Regions from separate parts of the Mus musculus genome. Here region 2 is linked to region 1. A link is a contact called in public Hi-C data. All regions are on one chromosome and are shown on one strand. Each heading gives the region's core, a stretch centred on a gene start, on an enhancer-like site or on the middle of the called end of the contact. The rest is flanking DNA. Distances are from core to core; before and after follow the strand shown. Region 1 holds the start of Btg3 (BTG anti-proliferation factor 3). Region 2 holds the start of Chodl (chondrolectin).

The links. A called contact is a pair of places that touch in the nucleus more often than the background predicts.
Region 2: a contact with region 1 is called in a Hi-C map of muscle stem cells, with 2.3 times the contacts expected there. The contact joins the promoter of Chodl here to the promoter of Btg3 in region 1. A contact is called at or near these places in 4 of 39 promoter capture datasets (the HPC-7 cell line, embryonic stem cells, hippocampal neurons and 1 more), 2 of 484 Hi-C or Micro-C datasets (forebrain and muscle stem cells) and 1 of 115 datasets of contacts at active chromatin or transcription factors (embryonic stem cells).

The regions. Positions count from the first base shown.
Region 1 is chr16:78,372,053-78,379,483 of GRCm38.p6, reverse strand. It overlaps Btg3 (BTG anti-proliferation factor 3), which reads left to right and starts at 2,674. Exons shown (of 5, transcript NM_009770.3): 1 at 2,674-2,883; 2 at 6,061-6,239. The coding sequence starts at 6,067.
Region 2 is chr16:78,927,769-78,935,199 of GRCm38.p6, reverse strand. Chodl (chondrolectin) reads right to left here and starts at 4,252. Exons shown (of 6, transcript NM_139134.4): 1 at 3,753-4,252. The coding sequence starts at 3,831.

The sequences.
Region 1 (7,431 bases), core at 1,425-3,924:
TCAATTATTGATGACTTCCAGAATGATGATGGCCTTATAGATCTTGAGATTTCCATGTGCCATAACCACTCACACCAATTCTTAAAGCTCCTCTCTCCCCTCTTTCTTTATATGTATGTATGCATGCATGATATGTACCTGTAGGCTAAACTCACTGAGAGAACTCAGACTCTGTCATGAATTGGAAAATAGGTGAGTCCTGTTGAAGAAGCCAAAGAACTACCTCTCCTGTCAGAAAGGGAAAATTGCTCTTAACCACGGAGCCATCTTGACAGCCTCCATGGACAAGTTTTGCAAAGCGTGAAAGGAGTTACAATGTGGGAGCAAAGTAAATGAGAGAGGGCAGAGGTGTTTCAGATTTGTGCAGTCTTACTGAATGTGTGAGATTTCAGGGGTTTTCACCTTTGGTTTAGTTTTTTTAGCTATGGTACTGTTGTCTGAACCACAGTGTTATATATAACCATAGATTAATAATGATTAATTATTATCACAGGGATCCTAACTGGGCATGCGAGCCATCTTAATTCACTGAGCCATCACAGTGTGGTGGCAGCACACGCTTTTAATCCCAGCATTGAGAAGCAGAGGCAGGCAGATCTCAATGAGTTTCGAAGCCAGACTGATCTACAGAGTGAATTCCAGCACAGCCAGGGCTACACAGAGAAACCCTATCTCAAAAAAAGCAAACAAAGAAAAAAATTACATAGAACATTAGTCATGAGATTTTGAAATTTCCTGGCAGTTAAAAATGTTTGTAACTACCTATTTTGTGAAACTGTAGAGTTAAGAGCTGTTAGCAGTAAAACAACGTCAATGTGATTATTTGTTTTAAACGAAAGCACATCTCCGGGAATAGTCCCACGGATGTATATGACAGCACCCCCTTTAAATTGAGAAATAGCTTTAGTTTCACAATAGTAGAAGTGCTTCTCACAAAATAGAGGCATAGCACACTAGTTTTATAATGGTTTGAGGGTTTTATACTTCTGGTAAAAAATTATTATTTTTGAGGCTCACAAGGCTATAATCACCAACATAGTCTAAATAAAGCTTTAACAATTAGTTCTTGGAATGAATTTATGAAATTCCTAGGCAAATGGATGGACCTGGAGGGCATCATCCTGAGTGAGGTAACCCAATCACAAAAGAACTCACATGATATGTACTCACTGATAAGTGGATATTAGCCCAGAAACTTAGAATACCCAAGATACAAGATACAATTTGCAAAACACATGAAACTCAAGAAGAACGAAGACGAAAGTGTGGACACTTTGCTCTTTCTTAGAATTGGGACCAAAACACCCATGGAAGGAGTTACAGAGACAAAGTTTGGAGCTGAGACGAAAGGATGGACCATCTAGAGACTGCCATACCCGGGGATCCATCCCATAATCAGCCTCCAAACGCAGACACCATTGCATACACTAGGAAGATGTTGCTGAAAGGACCCTGATATAGCTGTCTCTTGCGAGGCTATGCCCCGGCCTAGCAAACACAGAAGTGGAGGCTCACAGTCAGCTATTGGATGGATCACAGGGCTCCCAATGGAGGAGCTAGAGAAAGTACCCAAGGAGCTAAAGGGATCTGCAACCCTATAGGTGGAACAATATGAACTAACCAGGAGCCCCCCACCCCCCACCCCTCAGCTGGTCTCTAGCTGCATATGTAGCAGAAGATGACCTAGTCGGCCATCACTGGAAAGAGAAAGAGTCTTGCAAACTTTATATGCCTCTGTACAGGGGAACACCAGGGCCAAGAAGTGGGAGTGGGGGGAGGGAGGGTTTGGGGGACTTATGGGGTAGCATTGGAAATGTAAATGAAGAAAATAAGTAATGAAAAAAAAAACAATGGTAATCTGCATTTTTAAATTCTCTTTTAATGAGTGTCTTGTGTTTTTCCGGCCTGTCTGACTTATCAGCTGCTTTCACAACACTAACACCTAGCTGCCAGTTCAGCCTAAGGGACGGAAAGATGGGCCTTTCTTCGGAAAGTTTATCTTCCCTCTTCTTATGTGTTTAGTCAAGGCTTAAAAGCTACCCCTCCCCCCCAAGTCCTTGAGTTAGAAGTATCTGAGAAATACAAAGCCTGGCCACTCCACTCATCCATTGGGCCATCAGTGCTGGCAGAGACACCCCGTACTCAACAGGAGGCTGCCACGGTCACATGGAGGCACGAGCTCTGCCAGCCAAGTGTCCAGGTAAGAGTTTTACCCAAGCCATCTCACGTACAGGGAGGCAGCTAGTGACCTCACGACCGGAGGGACTTGGCAAGCCCTCAGTGCCAAGCTCCCCTCCGCAGCCGCTTCGTGCAGAGGTGGGTAGGAGGGGGAGAGCCCATCAAAGCAGAATCCGGATTGAACTTGCCCTCAGGCAGCAGAGAGGCGGGCGGATCCAAGGGAGAGAGCCCCGCGTGGGGAGGAGTGGCCGAAGAGCCAAGAGGAAGCGTCCTGCCCACCCCACTGAGGGAGGCAAGGCCCTCGGGGCTCGCGCAGGAGGCACTGCGACCTCGTGCCAGCACGGCCGTCGGAGCCCAGGCTCTGCGCGCGGCCGGAGGCAGGAGCCGGCCACGCGCACCGGTGGAGGGGGGCGGGCCCGAGGGAAGCCCCGCCCCCAGGGCGCGCGGATTGGTTCTTCGCGGCGCCGGGCCTCTCCTAGTCATCGCCCCTCCCTTCTTCCGGGCCTCGAGCCCCCCGTGGGCCGCGTCGGGACTGCGTTCGCCCTGTCGGCCGCGCGCTCCGCCGCCCGCCAGTCTGGTCGGCGCGCGCTCAGCGGCGGCGGCGGCGGCCCGACGACGCAGCAGCGGCGCTCGCGCTCGGCTCCCCGGCCACGGGACGCGGTCGCACCCGGCGAGGGTGCAGCCCCCGGAGCGGCGGCGGCGGCGGTGAGGAGAGCCCGCCGGGGGTCGGAGTCGGGGACGCGGTGGCAGTGAGGAGGGCAGGCCTGGCATAAGGGGACGCGGCGGGGACCCCCGGGCATCGCGGCGGAGGGAGGTTGGGACGCGCCCGCCGCCACGTCGAAAGCGGAGCGGCCGAGGGATGCGCGGCGCGGAGGGGAGCGGCGGCGGGTCCTCGGTGGGGTTGGGACGCCTCCTCCGGCGCGTGCCACGTCGCCTGCCGCCCCCGGGGAGGCGACAGCGGGCGGGCAGGGGCAAGCCGGTTTGTTTGCACAGGTTAGACGCGGCGCGCAGGCCGTCCACTCGGAGCGCGTGGGGGGCTCTCTCCACCCGCGCCGGGCTGGGAGGGGAGCCCGATCCGGCTGCATCTGGATCCCGCTGGCCAAAGCCGCCCGGGGCGGTCAGGGCCTCTCGGCGCGACCACGCTTGCCGTCCCCTCCACCTCGGCAGCGTCCACCTGGAGAAGTTGTGGTTTCTAGAAACTGCGAGTGGCTTTTTCGTTACTGGGGAGGGGTTGGGGGGGGTGGGGGGTGGGGAGACTGCAAAGTTAGAAACTCCTAGAAGGCCGAGCTCGTGGAACAAAGTAGAACTTGAGGAGCAGCCGCCGCGGTGACGACGTCCTGGGGTGACGTCACCAAGCGGTGTTTAAAATGGGAGCTTTGGGGGACAGTGTGGGTGGCACTAGGCGCCTAAGGTCTAATCCCCCACCCCCGGTCCCCGGTGGTATTCACACCCCCCACACACCCTCCCCCGAGGTTTAGACCTTTCTCTGTGCCTTTGGTACTTCTGGAACACTGATAAGAGGGGGTTAATTCTTAAGCTATTCCATTCCTTCAAACAGAAAAATAAATAAGTCCGTATGACTCATCTTCTGTTACAAACCAAAAAGCAACCGCTAAGTGGTTCTTTCCTTCCTTAATTTTATTTTATTTATTTATTTTTTTTAATATGAAGTTGAGGAAACAAAAAGCAAATCCCCCAAACTGTTAGGTAGCACGTACTGGCCCAGTTGGTGAATGAGAGGGGTCTAGGAATCATTACATTTCTCTAGTGTGAGTCTTCTATCTTGTTTGGAGTGGAGCGTATGCGGCTCCATCTGCGACATCCTCGCCCAAGTTGTGTATTCAGTTTCAGTGGGTTTTGCTGGTCCATCACAAGGTGCTATACATGAAGTATAAAGGAAGCTTCGGAGAGCGGAAGAGGCCTCACACTGCAGGAGGAGGGAGGTGGCACAGCAGTTGTAGTAGACTGAAGTTCTATGTGCCCACCACTGGTGTGTGAGGATTCTATCTACCGGCTGACCATAGCAGTAGAGGGTGTATTAGGCATTCTAAGCATCCAAGAGGAACGTTTGGGTGTTTTCCGTCTAGGATCCGAGTGAGTAGGGCTGCCAGGACAAATCTCAGATACTATATAGAATTTCCTTCACTCTGAGGACCCTCGTTTGCATTTGCACGCAGAGTAAAAATCACATTAGACAAGAAACTTAAGAGAGCAGTTTTAGTAAATCTTTAAAAACCGGTGTTTCTTTTTTCTCTTTCATCTTTTTTTTTTTTTTTTTAATTTATAAGACCAGACTGCCAGACTGTTGTTAAGCTAGTTCACTGTATAGTCAATACATTAGGGCCCGACATTGGCGCCCAGAAAGATGACGTTACTTAGTAAATGTTGGATCAGAATATCTCCAAGTTCCATTCAGCCAAGTGAATGAGCTCATCTCAAAGCATACATATATACACACACACACATATTCAAAAGAACGCCTGATCAGCCTTTCTGGATTAATCAATGATCAATCAGATTTTCTATTTTTAAGAGTCCTTTGATGCAGCTCCAGAATGTAACTGATTATTTCATTTAATTTTTCTGTGAGTGATCCTGAATTGATGCTCTGCTTAATGCACTTTAATGCTCACTATTTCTTGTTTTAGCTCTTTAGGAAAATATACCTATACCTGAAAGAATATGTATAAAAAGCTTCAATGCTGAAAAACTTTCAATGTGTAACAATTTTATTCAAGAGTAATAGTTTTATCTCAGCAGAAAAAGAACCTTGGACTCCCTAGACTCTTGTCTCCTGCTCCTCTGCTCCTCCTGCCTGTAGGCCACCCAGTCTATTTTCTGCCTGTATAGACTCCCCTGCTCTGGACAGTTGTATATATGGCGGAAATTTTAGTGTGGTATTGTTTGTTACCTCTGCTTGCTGTGTTATAGCACGTGTTAGTGCTTCGTTTATTGTAATTACCAGTTCTGTTGTACGTGTAAGCCATACTTTATGTGTCCAGTCAGCATTTGGGGGATATTTGGAGTATTTCTACTTTGTCATGAATAATGTTGACAAGGACCTACCTTCCTTCCTTCCTTCCTTCCTTCCTTCCTTCCTTCCTTCCCTCCTTCCCTCCTTCCCTCCTTCCCTCCTTCCCTCCCTCCCTCTTTCTTTCTTTCTTGAACATATATTTTAGAATTCCTGGGCTCATAGCTGATAGAATTACTGGAAATGTCATTGCTGTTTAACCTTTTTTTTGGGGGGGGGGACGACTCCAAAACGGAGCTACGGTACCTGATTTATTTTTTACTTTATATGCGTATGAGTGCTTTGCCTGCATGGATGTACGGCTACCACGTGTGTGCCTGGTGCCCTCAAAGGCAGAAGGGAGCCCTCTGAAACTAGAGTTGCAGGTGCTTCTTAACTGTCGAGTGCTTTGGGGGAAGTAAACCCGACTCCTCTGCAGGAGGAGGACATGGAGCCTGCTCTTCAGCCCCTAGTGCTGGACTCTTCTCTTTTAAATTTCAGGTCCTTTCCCAGAACTTTACATTTTACTTAGAATTTGATTCATGTAGTGTAATATTTACTAATATTCTTTGATATTGGTTTCTGAATTTATTTCAGTTGTCAGAAGCAATATGCTGTGTTCTTCACTGAACTACTTAAAACCAAGTAGTAAGAACCCCAGGAGTATTTCCTAATAGGTCCCTGAGGACTACAAACCATTAGTAATGATTACTGGCAAGAAAAGACCAGGCAAATTGAAAGGGAACGCTGTATAGGGGCATATTTTACAGAAATTTATTTCTCTGTGTGTGTGTGTGTGTGTGTGTGTGTAGTTGCTGTTGTTGTTTGGATTAATTTGTGTTTTGTTTCTAAGAAAACATTTATCTTTACAGGGAAAAATGAAGAACGAAATTGCGGCTGTTGTCTTCTTTTTCACAAGGCTAGTTCGAAAGCATGACAAGTTGAAAAAAGAAGCAGTTGAGAGGTTTGCTGAGAAATTAACTCAAATACTTCAAGAGAAATATAAAAATCACTGGTATCCAGAAAAACCATCCAAAGGTCAGGCCTACAGGTAAGGTGTTCGGAGAAGGTTGGATTGGACTAAATGAAGATCAGTTTGTGTAATGACTACAAGGCCAGAGGGCTGGAGGGTATTTAGAAATCGCCTACTAGGATTTTATCTGAAAAACACAAAACGCTGGGCTGTCATGGTATTTTGTTCTTGCTCATTTTAAAGTATGCATATTTGTTGATGGAATTCCACGGTTTAGCCTTGGGAGGCCAGAGCTGTGGTCACCAGTTAGGTCCTTGTGAGGAGTTTGGCTCCTGCTTGAGTAGACTTTTGCTATTATCATGAGTGCCTAGGGCTCTTCACAAATCTAGAGGACCTTAATCTCTCAGAAATGAGCGTGGCGATTAGAGTTGAGAGAAAGTAGTTTGTTTTTGTATCTAAAGGTAATGTATAGGCTGTACTTTTTAGTATTATTATTGTGATTATTATTTTATTTTATTTTTTGAAGAGGGCACTGATGACACAGGCCTTAATCCCAGCACTCAGGAGACAGGCAGGCAGGATCTCTGAGTTTGAGACTGGACTGGTCTTCAGATGAAGTTCCAGGACAGCCTGGACCATAGGGAGAAACTCTGTCTCGAAAAACCAGAAAGAAGAGAAAATGGTAAAGTAAGATAACCAGGCAAAGGCAGACAGAGTGGCATCTGCCTTAAATTCTAGCACTCTGGGCGTAGAGGCTGGAGGATTTCTGTCACTTTTGAGGGTAGCCTAGTTTACGTAGTGAGTTCCCTGACAGTTAGGGCAATGTAGAAAGACTGTCTTCAACCTAGCATGTTCTTGGCCTTTGTGGTGATGGTCTCCCTTACATTATGAATATTATATTATATTATGGTATAAGCCAGTACTCAGCTGTGTACCTCCGCCAGTGGTAAGTCCTGGGGTGAGGATTTTAAAGCGGGTCTTGAATGGCTCCCACGTTCCATGAGCTTGTGCTCCCCATAGTCTCAGCACTGAGGAGGAAGAGCGCGCTTACTTGTATTTTGATTTGTAAGTTAAAATAAAGAACTGTCGAATCTTTAAGCTGTACAAGAACATGCCCTGCCATGCTCACTTTGGTAGAGGTGTATCTGTTGAGAAGGCAGATTTCAGGTAGGTCATTTCCTAAAACTAGCTGTCATACCACAGTGGGGATTGTGGGCATTGTGGGCCTCCACAGTTAACCTGGAACATTGGTTAACTTGTGTCAACTATG
Region 2 (7,431 bases), core at 3,003-5,502, 550 kb before region 1:
ATAAAATAGCAGATAAAACATCACATATATATGATGTCATTTTATTTTATTTTATCAATATGACAATTAAGGCCTAAGTTGAATGTTGTATCAAATATAAAAATGGTCACTGTATTCAGATTATTGTGGTGTACATTCCAACAGATTTTTAAAACTTCACTTTACAGTTGTCTAAATGATTGCACATGTATATGAACTGAAGATCTAACACAGAAGAAGAGAGGTTTTTTTTTTGAAAGTTCTCTTCTGATATTTCTTTTTTTAATCAGATATTTTCTTCATTTACAATTCAAATGCCCTTTCCTAGTTTCCTCTCTGAAAATCCCCTACACCCTACACCCTCCCCCTGCTCCCCAACCCTCGCACTCCTGGCCCTGACATTCCCCTATACTAGGGCACAGAGCCTTCACAGGACCAAGGTCCTCTCCTCTCATTGAAGAAGAGAGTTTTAAACAGTAAAAATAACTAAGGAAGCATCAGCTGGATATCCCCTTTCAGAATCCTTTTTTTTTAATTATAGATGCTTTTCCAGCATTAATGTATAGATATTGCCACTGTAAGATAATGATGAATAGCCAGTAAGGAATAATGCCTATGATAAATGGGTAGTTTATTAAATGCCTAGTAATAAGATTAATTTGCTCCCTTCTTGCCCAGGAGATACTTAAAATAATTGCATCTTTGCAATTTGCACTGTCATCATTTTTGACTTTGATGATGTCATGGAATCTTTCTGTGAGCTTGAATATGCTCTGCAGTTTCATTTGTATATTTCTTACTACTAAAGCACTTTTTAAAGCTACTTACTGCTCATCACTTATGCAATATTCTACAGTCTCTTCACGATAAAAGAGCGGGGGGCTGCATATAATTGGTTGCACCAGCTAGATCTCTCTCTATAGTGAATAGTTGAGTTCTTTATTCTCTATGAAATTATGGAGGAGAATGACTTAAAAGTCATAGGCTGTGAAAAGTTAGTGGAGAGTGGCTGGTTAGATTGTACATTTAAAGACGATGTCTGACTCTCTGAAGAGCATGAATTGCTGACGTCAGTATAAGGCTTAATACCCTTGTTCCTAACGGTCTGCTTCCACTCCGCCTTTACAATAAAGTGCATCTCCACTGTAGCAGAGTTAAAGCTGCATGTGTAAGAGAGTTCTCGAGAAATGTAAGGGACACCTGAAACATGGTAATGCCACATCACAGCATGAGGGCGTGGAAGACCAGTGCTCTCAACTCTAAAAGAGAAACAAAAAGTTTGTTAAAATAACAAATCTTTTGAAAATGTCACTTGCTTCCAAACATAGTCTTCCAAACTAGAGACCTCAAAGTTTAATCCCCCTTTTTCATATGATACCATACGGAAAAATCTTAAGAAGTTGTCATAAGAAAAATATCAGCAGCTAGTGACTTTCTGAACCGAGTGTTTAAATAGATGCAACAGATGTTCTCCACACATCTGTGTGGAGTAAGAAATCACCATACAATTCAAATCCTCAAATTAGTTTCCCATGAACCATAAATTCAGTAAATACAACGATTAGTGTCTGTGTACTGCCTTATTACATCAGATACTATTAAATCTTTTGTAGATCAGCTGATAGTGAAGCTGCTCAAAATGTATTTATCCCTAAAATATTTTATCCTTAAAATGGTGTGCTTAAAGGATTATAATGTATTTTGTTGATTTTTTTTTGAAATATGAAAAACATATCCAGAGATTTAGTTTGTCAGTGTCTGTCTCTTGAGGTCATGGTGGGTACATGATTATTTGATATTGCACAGTAATTATACCTTTTTGTCCCAAAATGTAATAAGTAGAAATAATTTTCCATGTGTTCTAAGTATGTTCCAAATAGTGGAAAGCAGAGACGCTGTCTCAATTCTCATCAGACTTGGTAACCAGTCCCTAGTGGCATAAAATAGTTGCTACACCATTCAGAAAAAATATCAACAGGCAGACAGTGGACATGTTAGGAAACATTGCTCCAAAAATAACAGATTTTAGACGGCTCTCTGCTCAGCCAATAACAGCTAGAATTAATCAAATCCTATGACTCAGAAATCAGTTTATAGATGGATAAATTTCAATGTGAAAAAATCAAATTATCCATAAGAAAGACATATCTAAGTAATTGTTTTAATCTCAAGTCAACATCATTATTTATGCTAAATCAAATAAATCATGATCAGTTACTTAGAAATTTTCCAGATGCCACCTTCAAGATGCCTATGAATTGCCAAAAAAAAAAAAAAAAAAAAAAAAAACTAGCCAAAAATTTGGAATAATTTGTGTAGAACTATATTGGAAATTAAACTTTTCATCAACAAAGCACTTGAGTTCTATTTTCTACTTTGAATATCTCTCCATCCCCAAAACTTTAATGTATTTAAATAAGAAGAGAACAAAGAATCATTATTTAAGTTAGTTAAATGCTTCTATTTGCTTTTAAAGTGTCATAAGTTCAAAGTACATTTTTTTTTGCTATTCGTTTTATTTGCATATAAAACTCAAACAAAGGTCGTGAAATAGTTTGATCCACCAGATAGATCTCCATGCAGTTCTTTATCTTCTGCTAAATAAGGAAGAAAAGGGACATTAACTCATAGGCTTTGAACACCCTGTAAATAGCTATAGGAGACTGAATTGTATCTGACTGAGTGAAATATCTGCTGAGGAGAAAATTGGAGGCAACCTTAATATGCTAGATCCTAAAGGTCTGTTTTCCGAACCCATTAAGTTACTGTCATCAACCTTTTTATCAGTGACACCTACTGTACAGATGGATAAGCTTTCAGAGGAACCACGTTGGCCTTATATGTTAGAAGCAACATTCAACAAACGCACTCCAACAGTTTGATGAGCATAGCAAGAGCTTTCTCGATGGGTGACTGTCCAGCTGCCGTGTGCGGTGCTGTTCACATTTGCCTCAAACACAGAAAAGCCTTAAAAGATTTTTCCCAAACTAAGAGAAGAAGATGGATACAGTGTGGATGACATTGAGCACCGGGGCTGTGTGTGCGGATGGGAGCGGGAATCAAGAGACAAAGCAAGGAAGTTTTGCAAATTTGACCTTTCACTGATTTGAGAGACTTAATTGTGCACCTGTTGTTTGAGCAAATCCAAATTCATCACCACAAACATCTCAAAGCAAACCTCCACCCAGCTCCAAGAGGTGTTTCCTGAGTGTTCTAATTTTGAAATTAAGTCCAAAAGCGAAGGCGACAGGGCAGTAGCTCTCCCCTGTTCTTCTTCAGTCCTCCTGAGAACAAAGGCTGCAAACTCAGACATCTGGACTGGTCTGGTCTCAGAAACCATCCTTGTGAGCACCCTGGCTGGACTAGAGCCAGACCAACAGGAGGTGGCGTTCATGCCACAGCAGCTGCTCAATGTCCAAGCTTGGTCAACCAGGCTCTACCACACCCCTCTCACAGGTGCCCCAGTCCTGTCTGCCTGTGTTCCACTCACCTGCTTCCAAATAAACTAGAGACTCTTGCCCTGAAGAGACAGAGCTGTTCCATATTTAGCTTAAGCTTGCTCCCCAACTATAGAAAAAGGCACTCCAAAAAAAAGGAAACTTTTCTGTTATGCAGGGAGAAGGTGAAAGGAAAGAATAACAGGTTTTCCACCTTCTCTCTGGACGCCTACTAAGTACTGTTTTCCAAGTCTATAAGGAGTCCCCAACCTAGTGCAGAGTACTCCATACCGCCCCAGAATCCCAAGTCCCTTGTTTTATGCTGCTCTGACTCACCACTGACCACCCTTCGGGCAAAGGCTCCCTGGGCACAGAGCAGCGCAGCTCCCAGCAAGAGTGAGGCGATGCGGATCATCCTGGCGAGCCTTCTGCAGCAGGTGTCCAGTGAAGGAAAGACGAGGTCTTCCCGCAGCGCGGCCACCGCCGGTGGCTCTCACCAGCAGCTTCCTTGCTTTCCTGCTGGGTCCTACTCCCTCCTTCCCAGCGCAGCAGCTAGGATGCCTGTAAGCATCGCCTTTAGGGAGGACCTTCTGCCAGGCTGCCCCGTGCCGCACTGGGCTGGAGTGCAGGACACCGTGGGCGTGTCTGGGAGCAGGGGACAGTGTTATGAGTTCCTCTGTCTGTATCTGTTGGAAAGGTGAAACGGGAGTTCTAACGCAAACCTAAGCAGCTGCCTTCCCTTCCTTCTCAGGTCTCTGTGTTCTAAGGGACTGAGCTGGTGTGTCCTGGTAGTGGCTTCAACAGCAGCAACAGCAGCAGCAACAGCAGCAACAGCCGCTCTGCGCTGGCGGCACTCTCTTATATATGCCCAGAGCCTGGGGTTCCAACCCCTAGCTAGTAATCATTTTAACTACTTCGTCCCTCCTGCCAAGTGGAGCATCTGGCCCCTCCCCTAAAAGCCGGAGCCACTTTGAAAAGAGTCCAGTCAGCAGTCCCTCCTCCTCCACTCCCGGTCCCCACCCCCTTCCCATTTGCCAACAGACTTCAATACTCATTTGTGTAAAATGTGACAGCTTTGCTATTAAACTCGGGCAAAAGTTGGCTCCATTTGGTTTTCTCGGAGATAAATGTCCACGAGGATGCCAAGTTTCAGGGCCTTTCTCTTTTTCTGCTAAATTGCTTGATCATATGTATGGTGAGATGCGGGGCACTAGCCACTATTTAAGATGGATTGGCAGAGTGGAAGCCAAAACCTGCTCAGTGAATTATATAATGTGGCAGCTTTTTCCCCACCTAGGTTCTGCAAATAGATTATTTCCAAGCAGGTTGCTTGACTAAATTGCCATAGAAGTAATTTGAAAAGAATCTTGGAAACAAGCCCCCCCCCCGACTAATTTCAGTCTCAGTGTTTGCAACTCCAAGGGGGGAAAGTCCAGGCAAAATAAATAATCTGAATTGTTGAGAACTTCACGAATGCAAAATGAGTGTATTTCTCTGAACGTATCCATCAGTGGTCTATGGATTCCATTAAAAGTAAGCCAGCCTGGTCTACAAAGTGAGTTCCAGGACAGCCAGGGCTATACAGAGAAACCCTGTCTCAAAAAACCAACCAACCAACCAAACAAACAAACAAATAAACAAACAAAAAAGTAAGTCTCACTTTAAGGAATATGTATGTGCCTTTCCAAACCTGACCCACTCTTCTGTAACAGTCCAATGGCTGGCTTACCATTTTTATGGAGTCAGAGATGTTCGTGAGAGTTCTCATAATGACAGTTTACACATAGTCCATAATAGGAAACCTGAAAATGTTCTTAGGATCAGCTTCTGTAAAACAGGAAAGTTTTTTTGTTATGTTGCTTTTCATTATAATTTATAATTAATTAATTAGGTTTTTTATGTGTACAAGTATGTGATTGTGGGGGTGTGTGTATGTGTGTGTATGTATGTGTGTGTGTTTGTGTGTGTATGCGATTGTATGTGTGTGATTTTGTGTGTGTGTGTGTTTGTGTGTGATTTTGTGTATGTGTGTGTGTGTGTGTGTCTGTGTGTGTGTCTGTGTGTCTGTGTGTGTCTGTGTGTGTCTGTGTGTGTGTGTTGAGGCCCAAAGGTGCATTCAGGAATCTCCCTTCTTTCCATCTTATTCATTGATGGGTGAGTCTCACAGTGAAACAAGATCTTATGATCCATATGACCTGTCTCCTTAGCCCGATTGCTTAATGACCCCATCTTCAACTTCAGAGGCTAGATTGCTGGAGGGACACCACAGCCACATGGCATTTGTGTGGGTTCTGGGGATCCTAACTCTTATCCTTTTGTTTAAGTGCCAAGGGCTTTAACTGCTGAGCCATTTCCTCAGACCCCATTATATTGCTTAAATGCACCAAGATTTCTTAAATAGGATCATTTCATATTTTAATGGGCAGCACACTTTCCTCCAAGGTCTAACTGTCTTTGGTTTTCATATGAAATGAGGACACTGATGGATCATTTTCTTGGAAAAAAGGCAGTATGTATGGCCACAATCAGGACCAGTCTCACAGAATCAGATGCTTCAGCAATTGGGAGATTCTTAACTACTAAATACACTTTACTAATTAAAGTAGAATTCTAATTGTGTGTGTGTGTGTGTGTGTGTGTGTGTGTGTGTGTGTGTGTGTGTGATGGATAGATAGAGATATAGATTAGATAGAGATTAGATTTAGATATAGATCTATATACACTTTTTCTGTTCTTTTTATTGACTGTGAATGAACTATCCTACTGTAGGGCCATGGGCAATTGATAAATATGGATTTGATAGTGAGTCTATTATTTTTACCACTAGTTTATGTCCTCAAGGAGAAGATTCTATTGAGATTTTTGAATAAGAGATGAGAAATGTAAAAAGTCCCATAGGTCCTGGGTTTGTAGTGTGGCCCTGAAAACCATGTCCGTGAGAACCATTGTCTGCAGCTTTGGTCAGAAAGCTGTCTGACATGAGCTCAGAATTCAGCATGGAGAGAGGAAGAGATGATAGCAGCCACCGTATAAAGCAAGGTAGAGCAGAAGGGTAAGTGAAGCATCACACGATATGGAAGAAGCAAGAATTAAGTTTTAAGTTATACCTGCGGTCATCCGCATTGGCTGATGAATATGTGTTTTATTAATGCCTGTAGAAAGAATCCAGGTGAAGGCCTTTTCCTCTATCATGCCACCCTTCTCCCAGACACTGGCATCACCCAGCTCTCTTATGAAATGACCCTTCTTTGGGAAGAGAACCCTGCAAATTGTATCATGAACACCAGACATCTCTTAGCTGTGTTTCTGACACCTAAGACATAATACACTTGAAATCAGCAATGATGGAAAGGAGAACTATACTATATATTTAGTACTTGGTTAAATCCAAATGACAGCCATAACTACATCCTCAGTAGGGTTTCATGGGTTTTTATCTTTCATGCAAGAATAACACCAATGCAATTGAGTCAGCCATTGACTTACTGGTCCAGCAGTGTTCCTCGTAGCTAACATATTAAGGGAAATACAATCCTGTATTCTTATTCATTTTTGATTTGGCATTTTAAAAGGGATTGGCAGACAAAAATCAACATTTGTTTGTTTGTTTGTTTGTTTCTCTACCACTAAAAACATCTGGGTGGCTTACCACCAACTTAATGGAGCCTGGCTTAGGTATTTTTAAAAAGTAAGTATTTTCTATAAAGAGCACTACAAGAATTTTATCATATAGATTACATACATCTGTTATATTATATAATCTATATAACATAATGGAAGATATATATCAAAATTCATCAAATTTTAATTAAAATATTCCAATTCATTTAGATTGCCTTTATATGTATATGTATTTGTATATATACATATATACATATATATGTGTGTGTGTATGTGTGTGTGTGTATGAATTTGCTGCTGTATTCGGTTTCCATACTACCCCTCAAATGTCCCTTAATTTTAGCTGTTTCCATGTAGTCTTTCCCATAACCCCATCTCTTTGCCCCCTCTCCTT